Linked DNA regions of Rattus norvegicus: regions 2 and 3 are each linked to region 1. Evidence: chromatin contacts called from public Hi-C data. All regions are on one chromosome and are shown on one strand. Each heading gives the region's core, a stretch centred on a gene start, on an enhancer-like site or on the middle of the called end of the contact. The rest is flanking DNA. Distances are from core to core; before and after follow the strand shown.

Region 1 (3,270 bases), core at 337-2,836:
TTCTCGCTCTCGTTCAGCAGTCTGGGGGGGCAGAAGTAAAGAGGGAGGGGGGGTCAATGAAACCCTGGGAGCTGTCAGGTCCCCACCCCTCCTTCGCGCAATACCCCTCCTCCCTTCTGTCTGCTTTCCATCCTCCTCGGAGACTCAGAACTTTTTTTTCTTTCTTTTTCTTTCTTTTTTTAAAAAAGTATTCGGAGTCGACCTGAGCGGTCACTCCTCGCCCCGCCCCGCCCCCTCCCGGGCCTCCTATTTTGGAAGCCCAGTAGACGAAAATAGCTCCCTGCTGAGGCTGCTCTAAACGCCTTTGCTACCGGAGCGGTCCACCCCTCCCAACACGCAGTAAAAACTTTCCGAAAACCCACTTAAATTGCAAGAAGCTCGCTCTGTCGATCCACGCCCCTACCAGTTCTCAGTAGCTTTCCCCAATTCTTGCCTGGGTCTACTCCGGTCTCAGTTACACTTTCCCTTCACTCGGTCTTCCCAGGAAAGAGCGCAGTTGGCCGGGGGGGGGGGGGAGGTGGGCTTGCTTCCTCTAATTGTTCCTTTCAAGGAGGACCGGGGTGGCACACCCCCTCACTCCCCACTACATTCCTACATTCACGCCACTCTCCACCGCGCACCCCCCAACTCCCCGCCATCGCTAAGAGCAATCCCAAGAACTTTCTCAAACTTTGAGCTGCGTCCCCCCCCCCCCAGCCCTCCCTGCCCTCCCCGCCCTCCCCGCCCTGCATCCTGGACCGAAGACCCCAGGATGCACAACTCAGGGAGGCGGGGCGGGGTCGGTAAGTGCAGCCCGCGTCCCGGGTAGCCACTGAGCCCTCCGTGGCAGCCCGCGCGCTCACCTCCAGAGCTTGCCCAGAGTCTTGCTGAGCTCCGCGTTGTGCAGATGCGGGTACTGGTCTGCCAGCTTCCTGCGCGCAGCCTGCGCCCACACCATGAAGGCGTTCATGGGCCGCTTGACGTGTGGCTTGTTCTTGCTGGAGCCGTTGACGCGCACCGGCATGGGCACCAGGGTCCAGTCGTAGCCCTTCAGCACCTGGCTGACCGCCTCGCGGATGCACACTGGGAATTTATCTTCCTCGCTCTCCTTCTTCAGATCCGGCTCGCCCTTGGGGAACGTGTTCTCCTGGGGCCGTGTGTTCTCCGTGTCGGAGCCTGAGCCCGAGGGGCAGGGCGAACCAGCCGAGTCCTCCGACATGGTGGGGCTGGGGGCGCCAGACAAGCCCTTCTCCTGCTCGTCGGTCATCTTCATGAAGGGGTCCAGGAGATTCATACGCGAGCCCGGGGCAGGGGGCGGGTGGCCGGGAAAGGAGAGAAGCCGCGGCTGCTGGGGCTCCTCTTCCCTCAGCTGCCCGGACGCGGACGCCGAGCGAACGGCTCCCGGGGAGGTTGGCGCGTCACCCGGCTGCGGCGGCGAGCACTTAGCAGAGGCGCTGGGTGGCCAGTGCTCAGTTGCCCGCTCCAAACCCGGGGAAGGCGAATCGGAGCGGAGGAGGAGGGAGGGAAAACAGAGAACGAAACCAGGGCTACTTGCACCCCGTCTCTTTTGCAAAGAAAAGTTCCTGGACCGAAACTGGTAAAGTTGTCGCTCCCACTGAAGTTTCCAGACAGTTCCGAGCAACGCTCTCAGCTCTCCGGCTCCCAGCCCAGAGTCTCTTTAATAAATACTCCCCCTTCACCTTAGAGACCTCGGACCAATCACGGCTCGGCAGTCATCAGGGTTGGCAAGTCGCTGATTGGACCGGATTTTGAAAGGGTGGGGGGAGGATTGTGGCTCCGGGTTGGGTGACGAGACTCGAGGGGAGGAGAGGGGAGGGAAGCTCAGCCGGAGGGTGGATGGGGATGGTGGGGTGAGGGGACTTGGGGGGGGGGGCGCGGGGCAGGCGGGGGACCCGGGACGTCCGAGTGTGTAAGTTTGCTCTCTACTCTCCGAATGTCACAGTTTTGGAACGGTCTCCTTGTGTGTGTGTGTGTGTGTGTGTGTGTGTGTGTGTGTGTGTGTGTGTGTACGCGCGCATGTCTAGACTAGGACCCCCCTCCCACTATCCCTCCCGCCCCCCCCCCCACCACAGTCCACTACTTTTTCGATGCTGTCTCCGTGGTACCCGGGACTTTGCTGGCGTTTACAGCAATGGAAATTGCAACAGCTGCTCGTCAAAGCGGAGCTCAGCTTCTGCGCCTGGAGTCTGCCGGCTTCCCAAAAAGTGCTTAGAAATTGTCTTTTGGAAGCAAATGTTTGGGTGACTCAACGCCCGCTGTTCTCTGTAATAATCCATATAAATAGATTAACGCGCTCTGGTTCACCGAGGCCGGTGTGGTGGTGGCTGGAGATTCTGCTGCGCTCTCGCAGTGGGAATCAATGAAAACCAAAGCCAAGCACCGGCGAAAGCTGGCGGCGGGGACCGCGCAGTCCCGGGCTCTAGCGGCCGGTCCCTTGGGCCACGCCGACCTTGAACTGACAAGTCCTTCCCCGGCCCCTCCAGCACTCTGACGCCCCTTGGAGTCAGGATTATTACTTTAGAGTTTTGTTTCTAGCCTCCTGGCTGAGTCACAAACACCATCAGGTTCGCTACTGGAGTTTGCAAAAACTGCTCCGGTGTTGAGAGTGAAGTTTGCAAAGGTGGCAGCGCAGGACGGTGAGGCCGAGAAGGCCCTTGACTTGGACTGGAGACTCCAGACAAAACGGGCCACTTTGGCGGAGCCTTGTGACTCCCTCGCTTGGGCCTTCCTTTACCAGATAACCTGGGAAGGCGAAGCGCTAGGCGTCTGAACTTTAGTCGCGTCCTTTTAGACCTGCACACAGGTGGGCGTTCTGGGGGAGGCCACGTAGGTGTCCGTTGTACTTTAAGAGTGCTTGGAGCCGAAGATCCGTGTTTATTCAAACTCTTAGAGCAAAGTTGGATAAGGGAGGAATTATCTTTTCTGGAACGAATAAAAAAATCTTAGTTGCCATCGGGCGACATGCCCTCGGAACCACAAACAAACTCACAACGGTGTAAAAAAAAAAAGATAAACAAATTCATTTAAGCACCCCTTTCTGATTCTTGCAAAACTTCGCTTTGGACTTATTAAATTATTGATAAAGTGAACCGGCCTGTGTTCTAGCGAAGACAGGTTCCTACCCTCCAATTTGCTAAGTGTGGACACTTAGATATAAACGAATTTTTTCTTCGGGGTGCTTTTGAAAAGCTCGTTCCCCTTCGTTTTCTTCCGAAGTGGACATTTGTTATTTAGGGAAAGGAACTCGGGAAAACAGTAAGCTACGACTCG
Region 2 (3,270 bases), core at 244-2,743, 200 kb after region 1:
AAAGGTAAGCAGTTATTAGCGCTAAAATGGCAATGAAACCGGCAGTCGAAATGGGGTAAACCCACTGAACGAACTATTAAGACATCTCTTTAGAAAGCACCCTAAAACCTTGCCTTACAAAATTCAGCTCGTATTTTCTTATTTACATTTCTAAGTAGCCACGCAGATAAACATGTGGGGAGACAGATAAAGGAGAGGATTCTGGACCCCAAAGGCAGGCAGACTCAGTTCCCAAGGTTCTCCTGTGACCCGGGTTCAACCTGCCTTGATTTTCCACAGGAAAGCTGACGTGAAAACTTCTCTTTTTGAGTTTTTCAAAGTCGACCTCATTCAAACTGAGCAAATAATTAACTTTTCATCCTCTCATAAAATCAAGACTGTGGCTGGTTCAAAGCCCAGGACCCCGGGCCTTAATTGAATTAACTCGGGTTTCCATCCTTGCGCCGGACCATTCCAAACCATAACATTTAGCAAGGCTGACCTTCCTGGCGAGAACATAAGCGCCCATTGAGGGAAGATCGCAGAGTCAGTGCTGTGGCACGCAAATGGGGCCTGAGTGGAAAATGGGACGCTCTCCGAAGGGGACAAAACTTTTTCTGTTTCCTATGCTAGAGAGTTCAGGACGAATGCAGAGCCGCACAGTCTTATCTCCGCCAAAGCAAAGAGAGCTGCGCCCCAGTCGCCTGAGCAACCGCAGCTCCCACCTGGCTACTTGGGACTCCGTGCCCTCGCATCTGTTACTTAGCCCGTTTGGAGTCAGCCCTCTTCCTCTGGCTCCGGCCACTCCCTGTCCCGGTCCTCTATTCAGACCTAATGAGCTGCTCAGACATTTCCCTCTCTTCAGCTTCACTTACTGTTCTCAGCAGCACTCACGGCTCATAGGCTTTCCATATAGATCCGTGACCCCTACCGTGTGTGAGGAAACTTTCTGGGAAAAAGCTGCACTGCTGTAGTAAATCCCAGGGTTTGATGATTAAGGTCATTGTACAAAACTGACGAGAGGTGATCTATCATATTGTTTAGATTTTTGTTTGTTTGTGTATTTTTAATCTTTTTCTACAATTGGATGCCCAGGGTAGCTAAATGATGATGATGGTGGTGGTGGTGGTGGTGGTGGTGGTGGTGGTGGTGGTGGTGGTGATAGTGATGAATGCGGAAACGACAGGAAAGGGAAGAGGATAGGGAGGAGGGGAAGGAGTAAGAGGGGGAGAAGGGGAAGGGGTAAGAAGGGGAGGGAAGAGGAGAAAGGAAGAAGGAAAAGGATGAAGAGGAGGAAGGGGAGAAGAAGGAGGAGGAGGAGGGGGAAGGAGGAGGAGGAGGAGGAGGAGGAGGAGGAGGAGGAGGAGGAGGAGGAGGAGGAGGAGGAGGAGGAGGAGAACCAGGAGAACAAAGGACTTCTGATTACATTGTAAGTGCCCTGAGGGCAGGGAGCTGACTTCTTGCTTTCTCTAACTCTCTTTACACATGGCTCTGTCTGACTCAAGAACTCGATAAATACTTGGCTGGTGATGCATCCTGTGTAAAGCTAGGGTAGTCATCTCCCATGCCTGGGACCTGGCACCATTTTGATAGCAAAATATGTTTTGAGTGATTTGAAATTCTCGATGGCTAAATTGTAGAGCAAGAGGGAGTTTCACTTTCCTCTGAAAATATTTCTGGTCTTGTAGGGAGAGACTTCTGCGTTTGAGGCAATCTCTCCTAAAGACCACTAAAATCCACCCGACCGCAGAACATTCAGGCAAGCTGAACCTTGGAATCAGTGATCCGCCTGAGGAAATGTAAAATTAAATTTTAATATTGAAGCTGACACTTTAGCGTCGTCCCCGGGACTGCATGGGGGAAGTCTTGGTGTGTGGGAGAAGAAATATAATTTGTGATTCAAGGTCAGCGGTGGAACCCCCCCCCCCCACGGGCTTATTTGATTTGGATGATGTTCTTGTAGAATTGTTACTGATTCAAAAAACATTTTTTTTTAATTGGTGGTGACTTATGCTGTCTGTCTCTATGAATCCCAATTCAAAAGAGACTGTCTACAGGCATGAACTCTTTAGAGGCAATTCCCTAGTTTGTGCAAATATAATCAGAAGGTTGTGTTTATGAGTTTACAATGTTGTGATTATGACCTTTGCTGAAGCAAGGTGACTTTACATCCCGAAACAGGAGGCAGGCTCAGAGGATCAGATCCCTCATAGCCCACCAACCCCCAGTAGCCTTCTTCCTCAGCAACCTGTTCCTTCTACCAGGGTCTGTTTCTCATAGTCGTTCCAAATCAAACGTCTCCTTCCTACCTCCAACTCTCACTGACTGCATTTTCTCAGCAGATGTGATCCCCCCCCCCCAACAAAATGAACAACTGTTTTTAGGGCAAAGCTCAAGGCAGCAGTGAGAACCAGCTGAGTTATCCATGTACTCTGTGGTGTATTGACTCAGCCCAGTCTTGATACACTGTTTGATGAAGTAACTGAAGGTAAGTGGCACATTGTTACTATATAACGTAGTTGTTATTAATCTATTTCCAGTTAAGGTCGAGGGCGGTTACATAGAACCACAGGATGGTACAAGCTTCCTTAAGGAAGCTGACTGACTTGGAGAATCACTTTGTCCAGAAATATGAAGGTCATAGGTATGTGACCTTTCCAATCCAAGGCACAACTCTGTGGGTTGTGCCTGGTCTCCATGTGGATGGCAGCTTCGGTCTTCAAGTGACAAGAACAAGATGCATTTGCCCGGACCCTTTACCGGATTCAATTTCAAGTCTATAAAACCTCGGCAGTTCAGCCCTTAACCTCTCGTTAATCTTCCCCATGCATCCAAATTTAAGTTTCCCTTTGACTTTCCTTTTCTGAGCTTGCTTATTTTGAGCAGATGGATAGGGTGTCTGTGGCAAAGCATCGCTCCTTGGACCCACAGCTCGTATTTCACCAGATAAATATACTGTATGCAGTAATCCAGGATTCTGGTGGGCACTTGCTCTACGGAGAAGCTTTGAAGGTAGGAGTCGGTGGACTCTGAGGGAGCGAGACTGGGTTTAGCGTGGTGAGTAAGTGTATAGCTGGAAGTGGTCTTTCTTTATTTGTTCAGATATTAGACCTAGGGAGGGCCAGACTATCTTGCTTAGCTTCATGTGTACTCTAGGATATCTTCGATTCTGTATGGGAACGATCCTCAGAGAAAATGAAGCAGGGCGTTCATTTTTAAATTATCAGGGTGGGTCAGGGAAGGAGCAAACGCTAAGAGCAGGTGTTGTGAATGCTTGGAAGGATTTCTTCA
Region 3 (3,270 bases), core at 475-2,974, 170 kb after region 1:
GCCTCACTGCTCCTCCCAGTGCCTCTGTCCTGTGGAGAGTCAAATTTCGATCTAAGTTTCAGATGAAAGAAACCATATTCAACTTATGGTGTTTTGTTTGTATTCTCTCAGGAGACCCCCTTCCTTCTCTCTTTCCTCCCCTCCTCCCACTTCTTCCTTCTTCTCCCTCTCTCTCCTTTCTTCCTCTTCCTCTTCTTCTTCATCCCCTCCCTTCTTTTCTTCTTTATTTCCTTCCTCAGTCTTTCATTTTAATTGTTTTGAGGTAGCTTTGCTACGCTTTGCTATGCAGCCCAAGCTGTCCTCAAACTTGACGCAAGGCCACCTTCCTCCCATAGCCTCCTGGGTATGCATACCTCATAGGTATGCACCACCATGTCTGGCTTTCTTAGGAAGTTCTTTTTTGACGTGGTTCTCCAATGTGGACTCTCAGGAGAGAGAGCCAGACAGTGCTGAAGGAAATCAAATGCATTACAAACACAGGCCATTGCTGCTAGAGGTCCATCCCTGAGGCCCATCCCTGATGCCCGGCTTCTTGTGATCTAGAAGAATGGCCAGCTTCGGAACTCCTTCTCTGTCAGGGCAGCTCTGTTAGGAGTTGTGTTCTCCAAGGCAAATCCACAGAGCAGCAGCTGTTCCAGGCTCAGCACAGGTCTCTCTGCCATTCAGTAGGTCCTCCTCTGTGTATAGTAGGCTGCGAAAATAGCGTCTGGTAATAGAATGCCTGAATGAGGGCTGAGGGAATGCGTCACAGGATAGCACGAAGACACATAGTGTGTTCACATTGTGTAGACTGATCCTGATTGATGATAATGGATGATTTGGAGACTTGGGGCCACTCAGCAGACTTTCCCTGGGGTTTCGCTCCAGCCTTGTTCTCTTGGCCTTGCAGCCAGGCCAAAGGCAGGAAGGAGCAAGGCAGGCAATCAGTGGTAGATGTGAACTGCTTGCTGGCCAGAGCCAAGGGCTTCTGAAACCTTTTCAGATCTTCCCCTAAGCAAGTCTTCCTTGAAGCAAGCCCTCCCTTCTGAGGCGCCTGCTTCTGCCTCTGCCCTCCTGGGCTCCCTTCCATCTCTCTCTCTCTCTCTCTCTCTCTCTCTCTCTCTCTCTCTCTCTCTCTCTCTCTCTCTGGCCTCTCCCTGAAGCTGAGCAGCCCTGATTCTGGCCAGGAAGAAGGTACCTCCTCTGAGTCAGGGCTGAGTGAGCAGAAGTTGCTTCACGCCAAACCCCCAGGGCTTGGAGCGCTAGTAGCTTTGTCCACACAGAAACTGTGCAGTTGAGGCCAATGTAGTAGACTGGTCTGAAGTGAATAAGCAAAAGCAAAATAAATAAATAAATAAATAGAAAATAAATAAATAAATAAATAAATAAATAATAGAAAATTAAAAAAAAGAAACTAAATGGAAAATAACTGTTGAGTCCAAAAACACATTTTCATTTTGGGGGCAATTCTACAGTCCAGGGGTAAGGGAGGTGTCTGCCTGTGAGTCAGACACTGCAACACTGCAGCCCTTCCCCCAGTCTCGAAGTGGGGGGCTGAGGGTGGCAGCTGCGTGGGCTGAGCAGGGTGTGGGGTGCAGGGCAGCCAAAGAAAGGGCGAGCAGGCTCCCCAGCCGGGCAGACAGCAGCAAAGGCTGGGCTAGCTTCCCTTCCAAGCATTGCACAGAGTCTCCGTGGAGGAAAGGCTCCCGCTGTGGAGCCAGGAAGGCAGCGCCTAGTTGTTGCTGGCATTCGCCAGGCTCGGCTGGGGCTGTCTGCTCTCCCAGGCTCCAGAAGGAGTGGGAATCCCATCCGCTCTGACCTCACGGATGAAAAAAGCAACTGTGGCCCCTTCCAAGGTTGAGGCAGCTCCGCCCGGGCTCAGACCCCGCCAGCTGGACCCTCCCAAAACGGGTTCTCTTTTGTCAGCTGCCTTTTATAGAACTATAAAACCCGGAGTTCAAGTGTGAAGCCTTAGACCAGTCATTTTTCAAAAAGGGGTCAGACTTCGCCTCCAGGATTCTTCCTGCCTCTCTTCCCGCCTTGTTAGTCTGCTGGCGACCATCTCTCAGCCCCAGTAAAACCCTGACACCCCTCCAGCATGCATGTTAACCTGCCTAGGACTCTTCTAGGCTCAGCTACCGAATCAGGATAGATAGAAGGGAGAAATGGGGGTGGGGTGGCGGTGCTTTCTGATCATGAAGCTAACAATGCTGGGGGGTTGGGAACAAGTTCAGAGAATCGAGCAGCACTTACAGAGCAAGATGCAGAAGCCGACTTCAGGCACATAAGACACTCCAACTCTCCTGTTGGGCTGATACAGGCCCATCTTTGCATTTCATTGGCCGGCCAGCCCAGCCAGCTGAGCATTTTCACACTCTGTGGGTGACACAGTTGCAGAAACAATAAGGTAGAGTACTGTAAAAGATGACTCAGCATGGGTACCGGCTGATCTTCCAGAGGAATTACAGCACCCACAAGGGCACTCACAACTATCCGTGGCCCCAGTTCCAGGGGATCTCATGTCCTCTTGTGAAGGCCACCAGGCAGGCATATGTGTGGCACACAGATACACATGTAGGCAAACCACCCACACGAAATTTAAAAATTCTTTTAAAAAAACCCAAAATGCAGAAAGTTACTGGCCTTCTGGTTGGTGCATATATATATATATATATATATATATATATATATATATATATATATATATATTATGCATGTAATCATGTGAACATGTACACAAGCATAGACAATGCTGACCAAAATCAGTGTGGTCCAGGAAGGCTGGTCAAACAATGGTGAACTTTGTCACTTCATGTTTCTTCTCCAAATTTTAAGGCCCTGGGAAAAAGAACGGGGTGGTGGAATATCAGAAGAATTTATAATCAGCAGATTCAGAAGGAGAGAAATAATAAGGCCTGCAGAAGCTTAAGAAAGCTTGATCCTCACCATAGCTCAAGACCTGGGATACGGCAGACCCCTAAATTTGTGATTCTGGAAAAACTGGCAGACAAGCCTAGTTATTATTTCAAAGATCTTAAAAAAAAATCTGGCCTAAAAAGTCCAGTTATTAAAAGTGTTCTCGATTCTTAGGATAGACTACCTCTACCATTTGGGAAACTCTGTACACACTTGTAGTATACAAGAAAAAAAACCCAGAATCAAATAGAACTTTCCAGAAGATCAAAGATGGCCTTTAAAACAGTAGTACATGTAGGTCTGGCTATCTTGCTTGCTGGTCTCACCTTTCATATTTTAAAAAAGACCTGTGTGTGGTGTGTGTGTGTGTGTGTG

The links. Hi-C and Micro-C count contacts between places; a contact is called where the count stands out from the background.
Region 2: a contact with region 1 is called in a Hi-C map of Schwann cells, with 11 times the contacts expected there. The contact joins the enhancer-like site here to the promoter of Sox9 in region 1. A contact is called at or near these places in 4 of 12 Hi-C or Micro-C datasets (the A7r5 cell line, Schwann cells, hepatocytes and 1 more).
Region 3: a Hi-C map of mammary epithelial cells shows a contact between it and region 1, with 4 times the contacts expected there. The contact joins the enhancer-like site here to the promoter of Sox9 in region 1. A contact is called at or near these places in 2 of 12 Hi-C or Micro-C datasets (Schwann cells and mammary epithelial cells).

What each region holds. Positions count from the first base shown.
Region 1 is chr10:98,304,060-98,307,329 of GRCr8, reverse strand. It overlaps Sox9 (SRY-box transcription factor 9), which reads right to left and starts at 1,586. Exons shown (of 3, transcript NM_080403.2): 1 at 843-1,586; 2 at 1-21. The coding sequence starts at 1,273.
Region 2 is chr10:98,103,399-98,106,668 of GRCr8, reverse strand. No RefSeq gene overlaps it. Among named protein-coding and RNA genes, the nearest start is that of Sox9, 200 kb to the left of the region's middle. Within about 2 kb of position 1,493, at least 5 of the 93 cell types and tissues checked have an H3K27ac peak or open chromatin away from gene starts, as enhancers often do. A contact at or near this core is called in the A7r5 cell line and Schwann cells, where this site is marked.
Region 3 is chr10:98,136,440-98,139,709 of GRCr8, reverse strand. LOC102547123 (a long non-coding RNA gene) reads right to left here. Exons shown (of 5, transcript XR_357964.5): 4 at 2,233-2,355. Among named protein-coding and RNA genes, the nearest start is that of Sox9, 170 kb to the left of the region's middle. Within about 2 kb of position 1,724, at least 12 of the 93 cell types and tissues checked have an H3K27ac peak or open chromatin away from gene starts, as enhancers often do. A contact at or near this core is called in Schwann cells, where this site is marked.